3 separate regions of the Mus musculus genome follow, and regions 1 and 3 are each linked to region 2. A link is a contact called in public HiChIP or PLAC-seq data. All regions are on one chromosome and are shown on one strand. Each heading gives the region's core, a stretch centred on a gene start, on an enhancer-like site or on the middle of the called end of the contact. The rest is flanking DNA. Distances are from core to core; before and after follow the strand shown. Region 1 has its middle 3.8 kb from the start of Ppp1r27. Region 2 overlaps Gm11767 (a long non-coding RNA gene). Region 3 overlaps Card14 (caspase recruitment domain family, member 14).

Region 1 (3,389 bases), core at 620-3,119, 620 kb after region 2:
GGAAACAGAAGGTCCTGCGCTGTAGCCTGGTGACAGAGCTCCTCCCCCCCTTAGATGTGCCGATTGTCTTTTCTCATGTTGTGGAAAAGTTGTGTCTGTACTCCCAGCTCAGAGGATCAAATGAAAGTCTTCAGATGAAGGTGCTACCAACAGAATGGCAGGAAAGACCAGAAGAGCAGCCCTCTCCTCCCATCAGTGAGTGGCCTCCACTGAGATAAGGTCTGGGAACCGTCAGCATGTGAGGGCCTTGGCCATTTAGAGCACAGAGGTTCTTGAGTTTGGGGTTTCTGCGTGAGTCAGAGTCTAGACCCCAAAGTCTTCTAGCCACTGTTCCTAGAAACTGTGTCATGTGTTCCTAGCTGAGCTCTCTACCTCCAATACTCAACGTTCAGCAAGTTCAACAAGCTGTCAATCACTTATGGTGACTGACATGAAAACAAAGCCTGGAATTACATCCCTCTGTCTCCAAGTCCCTGAACCAGTACAAGCTTAGAAAGTGACTAGTCTTTGAGGGTTAGAATTTCTACGTTTTGGAGGATGAAATAGAACATTTATACAAAGTTGGGGATGGTGATAATTTCTGTAATTCCAGCACTTGGGAGAGAGAGGCCAGAAATTTAAGGCTCGACAAAACAAAACAAATCACACAGCAGTTACCTCCAGCATTTTGTAGCCCTTAGGCTTTCTGTTTGTTTGTTTGTTTGTTTTTTGAGACAGCATTTCTTTCTTTTTTAAGATTTATTTATTTATTTAATGTATATGAGTACACTGTAGCTGTACAGATGGTTGTGAGCCACCATGTGGTTGCTGGGATTTGAACTCAGGACCTTTGGAAGAGCAGTCAGGCTCTTACCCGCTGAGCCATCTCACCAGCCTGAGACCGCATTTCTTTGTGTAACCCAGTATATCCTGAACTCACTTAGAAGAGGAGGCAGGCCTTGAACTTACAGAGATCCACCTGTGCTGGGATGAAAGGTGTGTACTACCACAGCCCAGCAGCCTGAAAGCTTTCAGTCATCTTTCCAGGTGGGTGGTGGTTTGTATGAACACTCAGGAGGCAGAGGCAGACAGATCTCTGTGAGTTTGAGGTCAGACTACAGAGCTAGTTCCAGGACAGCCAGAACTACACAGGGAAACTGTTTTAAAACCAAACCAAACCCATCAACCCACCAACTAACCAACCAACCAACCAACCAACCAACCAACCAACCAACCAACCAATAAGCACTGGGATTCCAAACTTGTGTTACTATACCCAATTTCAGTTTATAAAAGTCCACAACAGGAAGTGTAGCTTTGTGGTACAGCATATGTCTAGCGAGACAGCCAAAGTCCAATACAAGTTTGGTGTTTGTGCTGGCTACTACATCAAACGTGTACTTCCAACACTCTGGGGGCTAAGACAGATGGTTTGCCTTGAGTCTAAAGCCAGCCTGAGTAACATTCTGAGTTCAAGGCCAGCAAGATTGACACAAGCCTAAGTTAAATTAAACCACGAAAATGAAGAAGGAAACCTCGGACAAGGCCAACAGCAGTGACAGGTACCCGGTGCCTGGGTGTTCTTAGGTGTCTGGTAATCCAGCAAAGCCAGTTTGAAGATTAGGGCAGTACTCTCTTTTAAGTCCCAGGCCAATGGCTTTTGGCTATCTGTGGAGGGGATAGGTGGTTTGGGAAATTCCAGTCTTCACCACTGCCCCACTGATCCTTTGATTACCTTACTAATCCACTAGCCCAACCACAGAGGTTTTAGAAACCACCCTGTAGCTGCCCTGCACAGCCTGGCTCTGGAATGCTCTCATCAGCTGCCTCTGCGAAAGGGGAAAGATATCTGTGAGTCACTCTGCTCTCCGGAGCGCGTGACAGTGGCCGCCTGGTCTGAAGCTTTCTTATCCAGAGACCAAATCCTTGCACAACTGGGCAGTTGTTCTGGCGCTGTCTCTAGGACAGATGTACAGCAAACCTTTGAACCGGGATTGGAAAATATCTGCTCACAGCCCTGCTGTTTTTTCTCCCCTGGAAGCACTGTCATGTTGGCCACAGAGCCTTGACTCACATTTTGGGCACAGAATTGATATCTTCCCCACAACAAACTCCAAAGTTACTGTACCCACTTTGAGGTGAATGTGGTCCATTGTGTCGGCAGGTCCCCTCAGAAGCTGCAGGAGCTGACACAGCTGGAACCTGGCCCTATAGCCAGTCACCAAGAGCCAATGAAGGCAGTATGAGTGGACAGCTGACACAGCTGCTGAGTCAGAATGTACAGCCTTGGAGTGACAGATACCTGGGCCATCTGGCACTGCCTGAGTTTGTGACAGAGGGTCCTCTTCCTCTGCTCGTTGTGATCAGATAGGAGCATCCCTGGGCTAGTGTGAGCTTTTATGGCAGGACAAGGTAACCATGGGGGGAGATGACCATACCCCACAACCTGGGAGACAACCACACTTGTCAAGTCCTTCAGCCTACCCCAACAGCTGTGTCTAGGGCAATGGATACAAGCAGAAGGACACCTAGCCTTGATGACATGAAGATGTTCTGCTCTGGATGGCTTCAGAAAGCTTGTGTGCATGCACACGTGCAAACACAGGCAGGGCTCCTCAGAATACTGGTAAGACTGTATGTAGGCTCTGTCTGACCTAAAGCCGCCTGAAACATTACTGTCAGGGTCCAGTGACCACTCTGAGCCCTGTGACCCTAAGACTCTCAGATACTGCCATACTCTCAGCAGTGCTGTGAGGAAGCCAGCTCCAGGTCACCACTGCCTACAGCTCAAGATGGTTGCTTTGAGACTGGGAATCATTAATTGATTCCAGTCTTAGTTTCTCCATGGGAACTAAGAAAGTTAAGGTTTGGGCTGGAGAGATGGCTCAGTGGTTAGAAGCACTGACTGCTCTTCCAGAGGTCCTGAGTTCAATTCCCAGCAACCATATGGTGGCTCACAACCATCTGTAATAGGATACGATGCTCTCTTCTGGTGTGTCTGAAGAGAGCTATGGTGTACTCAAACAGTAAATAAATAAATAAATAAGTAAATTGTGGGGAGCCGCCCTCACATTCGCCGTTACAAGATGGCGCTGACATCCTGTGTTCTAAGTGGTAAACAAATAATCTGCGCATGTGCCAAGGGTAGTTCCCCACCCCATGTGCTCTGCCTTCCCCGTGACGACAACTCGGCCGATGGGCTGCAGCCAATCAGGGAGTAATACGTCCTAGGCGGAGAATAATTCTCCTTAAAAAGGGACGGGGTTTCGCCATTCTCTCTCTTCCTCTGGCTCTCTCTTGCTCTGGCTCTTGTTTCTTGCTCCTAAAGATGTAAGCAATAGAGCTCTTGCGCTCTTGCTCTCTGGCTCCTGAAGATGTAAGCAATAAAGCTTTTGCCGCAGAAGATTCCG
Region 2 (3,465 bases), core at 189-2,688:
GGATTCCAGAGGGGCGGACAGCAGAGAGCAGGGCTGACCATCTGCAGCTGGCACTTGCCAAGTTTTGTCACACTGGGTTTAATGACAAGCCTAAGGTTTGAGAGGCATTTGACAAGAGTGGGGACTAGGCTGAACATGGTGACACACACCTTTAATCCGAGCGCTGTGGGGTGGGGAGGGTGGGCAAAGGCGACCGGATCCCTGTGGTTTTGAGGACAGCCTGGACTATAAATCAGATCCTGTCTCAAAACCGAAGAAGACACACAAGAGTGGCAACCGGAGGACCAGCCTGTGCTTCAAGGTTGCCGAGCTTCCCTTCCCAGTGGTGGGAGGTGGTAAAGAGCTGGCAGCAACTGTGGAGAACAGAGCAGAGCAGAGGGCCGGGGGTTTCCAGAGCAGGAGACACAGGCAGGGGTTCTCAGTGTGTCCACAGCTGGAAGCCTGGAGGATGGGTCCTAGAAACAGAAGCCAACCAGGGGCAGCTGAAGCAAATCCCGCCACCCCTCCAGTCAGTTCAGTGCCTCAGGCTTGGTGTGAGGTGGCCAGCGGCTTCCTGCGGGGGTGGGGGGGTGGGGGAAGCTAGAGCATCAATGTCCCTATTGAAAAGAATGCTCTGGGAGTTGTGGCCTGCGTGTCTGAACTCTGCAGTGACAGGAAGAAGTGTGCACAGGCATGGCCGGACTCTAAGTCAATTTCACTTACAGGGCCCGGGGAGCTGGCTCAGCGTGCAAAGTGAGCCCTATTCCCAGCCCCAAGTGTGATCCCAGCATTCAAGAGGCAGAGGTAGGAGGACCAGATCAAGGTCATCCTTGACTCTGTAGTGATTATGAGGCCAGCCTGGGCTGTCTCAAAAACAAACAGGGACTGGAGAGATGGCTCAGCAGTTAAGAGCACATGTTGCTCTTGCAGAGGACCCAGGTTCAGTTCCCAGGACCCCGTGTGTCTAGAGAATCTAATGCCCTTTTCTGACCTCTGAGGGCACCAGGCACTCTTGTGGTGCACACACATACATGCAAGGGAAATACTCCTATACATAAATTGAACATTTTAAAGACAGTAAAAAACCAAAACTTTATTTGCAAAGCCCTGCAGTGGCCAACAAGTGATAGTGTGTGGGGGGCCTCTGACCTGGCACCACCAGAATCTAACCCATGACATCAGCCCTGGAAGTGTGTGCGGGTGACAGCAGGCACAGACCTGGAACCCATTTGCATCACATTTCTGCTTAAAGAAAGGAAACAGCAGAGAAAAATGGCCGAAGTGGTGATGGAGACTCAGCTGAGGCCAAACTGTGGCAAACTTAAGGCTGCAAGCCCAGCTGGTGAGGAGCCAGAGCCCACAGATGGTGACTCAGACCGTCGCCTAGGAATGAAGCTGCTGTTGTGGCCCAATGTGGCCAGAGGCCCTGGGATCTCACTGCTGCTGGAACTGGGAGGGATGGTGGAAACTCCCTTGGCCCAGCCTGAGCTAGCCACAGGCATTTCCTCCCCTCTAAGTGCCTGCCAGGGGCTCAAAGCCTAGAGCCAATGAGTTCTTGGGAATGACTACCTGAGCCACAACCCTGCAGGAAAGGCACTTCTCGAGGATGCTGGCCCTGCACCCTGCTGCCAGCCCCACGCCCTGTTACTCAGCCTCTGACTGCCACCACCCTTGCTTTTGTGACAAGTGCTTAGAATTAGTTTATACTGTCCTCATTTCAGCTCGAGATCTCAGGGACATTTGACAAGATGAGAGCGGAGACTCTACTGGGCATGGTGGTGCTCATTTTTCATTCCAGCACTGGAGACAGGGATGGGTGGATCTCTGAATTCGAAGCCAGCCTGGTCTACATAGCAAGTTCCAGGATAGCCAGGGCTACACAGAGACCAGGTCTCAAACACACACACAACTTTCTGCTGGGCCAGTGGTGGGAGGCCTTGAGTCTGACTGGGACTCCAATGGTAGGAGGGAATGAACTTGGGCAAGCTGCCCTCTGACCTCACTAGTGTGGGAGTCCCCCAAGGCAGGACAGCCTAAGATCCCTTGCTTACAGGGACAATGACGTGTGGGAGGCTCTGTGCAGGATGTGGTGAGAGCAGCAACCCCAGGTTAGCAAGGGCTACGGAGGGAGGGTGGTAGTGGGGTATGAAGGTGCTGGTCCTCAGAGCAGAGCAGCGCAGAGCAGAGCAGGGTTAGCTTCTGTGGCTCTTCAACAAGCCCGTTCTTGCCAGGTACAGCAGGCATAGTTGCTACCTATGGGAAGGAGGTGTGTACTACCCCATCATCAGGCCTGTAACTGGGGACACCCACCCTGCCCAGGGTCACTGTTCCCCTTCCAGCACCCTGTGAGTGAGGCTCAGCTACTCCACCCCTCAGTCCTGGGGTGCTGTCAGCTGCAGGGAATGGCCCTGTCCGTGCCTGGGCTCTCACAGGTGTCTGTAAGGAGCAGGTGGGGACTTTCCCTCACCTCACTCATGTGTCTGTGTCAGTGGGCATCTGTCATGCTTCATCAAGAGTGAAGATTGCGAGCTGTGGCCAGGTGCAAGCCGGTTGTCTCCGGGCACCCACAATCTCCTTCCCACATAGCTCTCTGGGGTAGAGGCTGTGGCTCTTTTTTAAAAAGAGAAGACTCTTGGCCAGTTCCAAGAGGTCAGCAGGGACGTATATATGTATAATCAAAGCAGAATGGACCTAGTGGGTTATTATGTGTGTGCATATGTTTATGTACACATTAAATATGTAACAATGGTGATTAAAGGTCATGAATGTGGGGGGAGGAGTTGAGTTGGAAGGAGCAAGAATTAGGGGTCATGTATGTTCAGTGTTCATGTATGTATGTGTTAGGAGTCATGTATGTTTAGTGTTCACGTGTGAAGTTCTCAATGGAATAAAATCAGTCGTCATCATCATCATCATCGTCATGGACAACAGAGACCCAGGAAGGAAGGGGCTGACAGACTCCTCATCAGCCACCAGGGAAACCAGAACTAAACTCAGCAGCTGTCACATGCTCACCAGGCTGGCTATGGTTGAAATTAACAGGGGGAAAGGCGTGTTGAGGAGGAGCTAGGGAAGCTGGCAGCCTCCTGGATCCCTAAAGAGAGTGTAAGATGGCAGCCAGCTCCTTGCAAGTTCAGTTCTGGGCTGAGCATGTGGCTCAGCGAGACAGTGTTTGTCTCCGCCTCACAGCAAACTTTCAAGCCCAGAACTCCCGCTCCTAGCAACGGGAGGATGAAGAAGTTCAACCACACCGTAAGTTTGAGGCCAGTTTGGGCTACATGAGAGCCTCTTAAAAAAAAAAAAAAAAAACAAGAGGAACAAACCAATCCAACAAAATCCAAAACAGCAACAACAAAACACCCAGGGGAAAAAGAAAAAAAAAGACTTTGAAGTTGGTAGGCAGATGTCGCTGGGTGCTATGAAGACATCATGAAGCAGTATTTCCCAGGAGCACGGGCCTTATAGATGCACGAGCTGCCCCTATGT
Region 3 (3,731 bases), core at 434-2,933, 590 kb before region 2:
AGAGAGAGAGAGATCACGATCCCTGAATTTAATTTCTTTCCTTTTGTTTCTTCTTTGAGCACAACTACTAACAACCAACCCTCCCCAATGGCCACCAACCGCTCTCCCACCCACATATCAGGGCTTTAGCCTTTATAAACTCTCTAAAAAGTTTCCAGAATTCCAAACATCACACAAGTGCAGAAACTATCTGCAGCTGGCAACCCCATGCTTCTCCTAGAACACGAGGCAAATCTTAAGTCAGCTGCTGCGGACAGTCCGAAGCAGCCCCACATCCCCATACCTGGGATTAAAACGAAAACACGTTCTTGTAATATTTCTGTGTTTTTAAAGAAACCAGAATTCCAGAATTCTCACTTCACTACACACAGCTTGTGACAAGGGATTTGGATAGGCCATGAGAGAAGATATGTGGGTGGCTGCCGAAAGCCGAGAGGTCCTCTGAAGGCTCCCACCCCCACCCCACCTCAGCTGCCATCCCATGTTGGTGAGAAGCCCACCTTCACACTTTGCCCTCAGGTGGACTATAAACCTACCAAGCCATCATTAAGGGCCACTCTGGAGAATACAACGCTGGAGCAGGCTGTGGGCCTTCTCAGGAGGGTGAATGGCTCCTGCTACTTGTCTGTGAAGATCAACACTGAAGGTACAGACACCACCCCACACCTGCTCAGCTCTCAGTCCCCTCCTGTGACCCTGCTGTACCTACCAGGAGCCAAGGCAGTTCAGCCAGGGTCTCCCTAAATTCCCCAGACTCTAATGAACTGGAAACTTCCCTCCATCCCACTGGGTGCCTTCCATAACTTTTCCCTCTCCCATCTCTACATTCTAGAACCTTCCTTGTGTAAGCTCAGAGGTCAGGGATCATCAACCACTGACATCTTCTTCTTTTGGGGGGATTTTCCGAGACAGGGTTTCTCTGTGTAGCCCTGGCTATCCTGGAACTCACTCTGTAGAACAGGCAGGCCTCGAACTCAGAAATCTGCTTGCCTCTGCCTCCCAAGTGCTGGGATTAAAGGCGTGTGCCACCACTGCCCAGCCACTTACATCTTCTTTTATCAGGTTATAAGAACCTCATCCAGGACCTAGATGCCAAAGTGGTAACGTCTGGGGATTCCTTCTACATCCGTGTCAACCTGGCCATGCAGAGGGGAGGGGACGGAGAACTGCAAACTCACTGCAATGACATCCTGCATGTCACTGACACCATGTTCCAAGGCCGCAGCTGCTGGCATGCCCACCATGTGAACCCCTACACCATGAAAGACATGGAGCCTGGCACCATCCCCAACTATTCACAGTGAGTAGCTGCTGCTGGCACTGCACAACCCCGCAGATGTCCCAAGGACAACATCTGCCTGTCTCAGTTGAGTGTTGAGGTCCCTCCACCTTCCAGAATCTTCGCTGCACTATAGCAGAGTGCCTGCCCAAGATAAAGAGTGAAGAAAAGGTTTACTTGAGTGCATGGGTCTGCTGGTGGTAGGTGCCTCTCTGTTATGTGCCCTGGCATTAGCTCCACTGGGACCAGTGTAGGGCAATTAAATTAGCATGGCCTGGCCTGGCCTGAGGCCTAGGAGATATTTTCAAGGCCTGAGTCTATGCGCCCAGGGTGGAACACTCCTGCTCCCTGCCTGTGTCACACTTGTCCTTGAGGAGGCTCAGTCAGGCTGTCAGAGCCTCTCTTCCTTCATTTGCTCAGGGCTCAGCAGCAGCTTCTGGCCCTCATCCAGGACATGACTCAACGGTGCACAGTCCCCCGCAAGGTGAGGCTCTGGCAGAAGGGTATGGTGCCCCTGGGGTGGGCTGGAAGGGAGCGGGGTGCTGTGGAATCCTGTGTGAGGGGTGTGGACCACTGAGCTGAGCAGGGCACTATCTGGACCCTGTGTTCCCCACCAAGCCCTGTGGGCCTGCAGGCCCTTGGAATGGGCCGTGTGAACACACCGGCCTGGTTTCAGAGTGGCCCCTGCTCTTCCTCACTTTCCCAGTCTCCTGTCACCAACCCACCCCCTGTTCTTGTTTCCTCTGAGGTCGGGCACCTTGTTCTCTTGGGACACAGAGCACCTTTCACTTTGAGCACCCATCTGTCCCTGAGCAAGGTGCTAGGATATCCCTGCCCGGAGCATGGCAATGCTAAGTCGGGAGAGGGCCTGCTCTTCTCTCTGCCTATTGCACCCTACCCCTTCCTGCAGAGCCCTGCTGCCTGAGGCCCCTCCCCTGCCTCTCACCCCTGGTGTGGGGCCTGGGAAGCCCGGTTGCTCATGGCACAGCCTGATTGTTCAGAGGCTGTTCTGGATTTGCTTATGTGGCAGGGTGCTGAAGCAGGGAGGGGGTGTCAGGCCCCAAACCCAGTACTGATGGCTGAGCCTGCTCTCTTTCCTGTCCCCCTGTTCCTCCCGTGACAGCCTCCTGGAGGACCACAGAAGTTAGTACGAATTGTCAGTGTGGACAAAGCCGCTGTCAGTCCTCTGACTTCATCCTTTGACCAAAGCCAGTGGGATTCTGGCAAGGAGGAAGGTGAGGCCTGGCTGGTTGGCATAGGGACCATGTGGGCATTGGGGGTCACTTCTGAGCAGTACCATCAAGGTGGTGTCTCTCACTCGGGCCGGGGGCTGTTGTCTGTTTGTTTAGATGTTTTGCATGCATGTATGTATGTATGTATGAACGTACTTATGTGTACTATTGACATGCAGTGTCCCCGGAGGCCAGTAGAGGGCATCAGATCCATTGTGATTGAGTTACAGGTGGTTGTGAGTCACTATGTGGGTAATTGGAATTAAAGTCTGTTGAAGAGCAGCCAGTGCTCTTAACAGCAAAACCATCTCTCCAACATCCCCCCACCCCAGGCTGTTTTTTACGGATCATAATAAATATCTACCCACCTTCTGAACAGCAACTGAGCATCACATTTGATGTCTTCTAAATGGCCGTGCCCCACTCTGAGGCCCGACCCAGTGAAACTATACAAAAGCTACTAGCCCACAAGTGTGTGCAGGAACAGTAAAACCTACCAATCGCCCAGTGTTCTGTAAGGAAGGTCACTAGGTGACCAGTGTATGCACGTGGTCATGCTAGAGGTCTGACTGGTGTAAGCCCACGGGTAACAACTACAGAGTGAAGCTGATCAGAAGTGAGTCTGGTAGTAGGGAAATAATTCGTTTTCTTTAAGACAGTTTGGATGCCTAATCTAAGCTGGGTACTGGGGCCTAGGAGATGGCTCTGCTGTTAAGAACACTTACTGCCCTTGGAGAGGGCCCGGGTTTGGTTACAACACCCAAATTAGACAGCTTACAACCACTTGTAACTCCATCCTACAGGATCCAATGCTGTCTTCTAGCCTCTGCAAGCAATGGTATGCGCGCACACACACACACACACACACACACACCACCAAAACATGTAAAAGTAAAAATAAACCTTTTCAAAAATAAGGTTGATATTGAAAACAGGAGCTACCTAAATAACCCAGGGTCCAGGAGGGAGGAGGCTGAGGACGCTGTGGCCTGAGGGGCAGGGATGAACGGCATGGATGAGGAGGGGGAAGAGTTGGGGTGAAGGGCAGGACCCTCACACCCTTCAGGAGGAACCAAGCTCCTCCTATCCTCAGAGGTTCATTCTGAAGAGCTGTGAGCTCTGTAGCAGCTGTGCCAGCATGCACAGTTAGCATAGCAGCTGTGCCAGCATGCACAGTTAGCATAGCAGCTGTGCCAGCATGCAGTTAGCAGCACTGAAAT

Evidence for each region. HiChIP or PLAC-seq counts read pairs in DNA pulled down with a chosen protein or histone mark.
Region 1: a FOXA1 HiChIP or PLAC-seq map of pancreatic cancer cells shows a contact between it and region 2. The contact joins two enhancer-like sites. A contact is called at or near these places in 1 of 39 promoter capture datasets (liver) and 1 of 115 datasets of contacts at active chromatin or transcription factors (pancreatic cancer cells).
Region 3: a FOXA1 HiChIP or PLAC-seq map of pancreatic cancer cells shows a contact between it and region 2. The contact joins two enhancer-like sites. A contact is called at or near these places in 1 of 39 promoter capture datasets (embryonic stem cells), 5 of 115 datasets of contacts at active chromatin or transcription factors (astrocytes, embryonic stem cells, large pre-B cells and 2 more) and 1 of 9 other capture datasets (liver).

The regions. Positions count from the first base shown.
Region 1 is chr11:120,553,227-120,556,615 of GRCm38.p6, forward strand. No RefSeq gene overlaps it. Among named protein-coding and RNA genes, the nearest start is that of Ppp1r27, 3.8 kb to the left of the region's middle. Within about 2 kb of position 1,870, at least 92 of the 459 cell types and tissues checked have an H3K27ac peak or open chromatin away from gene starts, as enhancers often do. A contact at or near this core is called in pancreatic cancer cells, where this site is marked.
Region 2 is chr11:119,931,958-119,935,422 of GRCm38.p6, forward strand. Gm11767 (a long non-coding RNA gene) reads right to left here. Exons shown (of 5, transcript XR_001780400.2): 5 at 1,053-2,232. Among named protein-coding and RNA genes, the nearest start is that of Baiap2, 9.4 kb to the right of the region's middle. Within about 2 kb of position 1,439, at least 142 of the 459 cell types and tissues checked have an H3K27ac peak or open chromatin away from gene starts, as enhancers often do. A contact at or near this core is called in pancreatic cancer cells, where this site is marked.
Region 3 is chr11:119,337,173-119,340,903 of GRCm38.p6, forward strand. It overlaps Card14 (caspase recruitment domain family, member 14), which reads left to right. Exons shown (of 23, transcript NM_130886.4): 16 at 520-646; 17 at 1,063-1,300; 18 at 1,700-1,763; 19 at 2,403-2,514. Among named protein-coding and RNA genes, the nearest start is that of Sgsh, 16 kb to the right of the region's middle. Within about 2 kb of position 1,684, at least 22 of the 459 cell types and tissues checked have an H3K27ac peak or open chromatin away from gene starts, as enhancers often do. A contact at or near this core is called in pancreatic cancer cells, where this site is marked.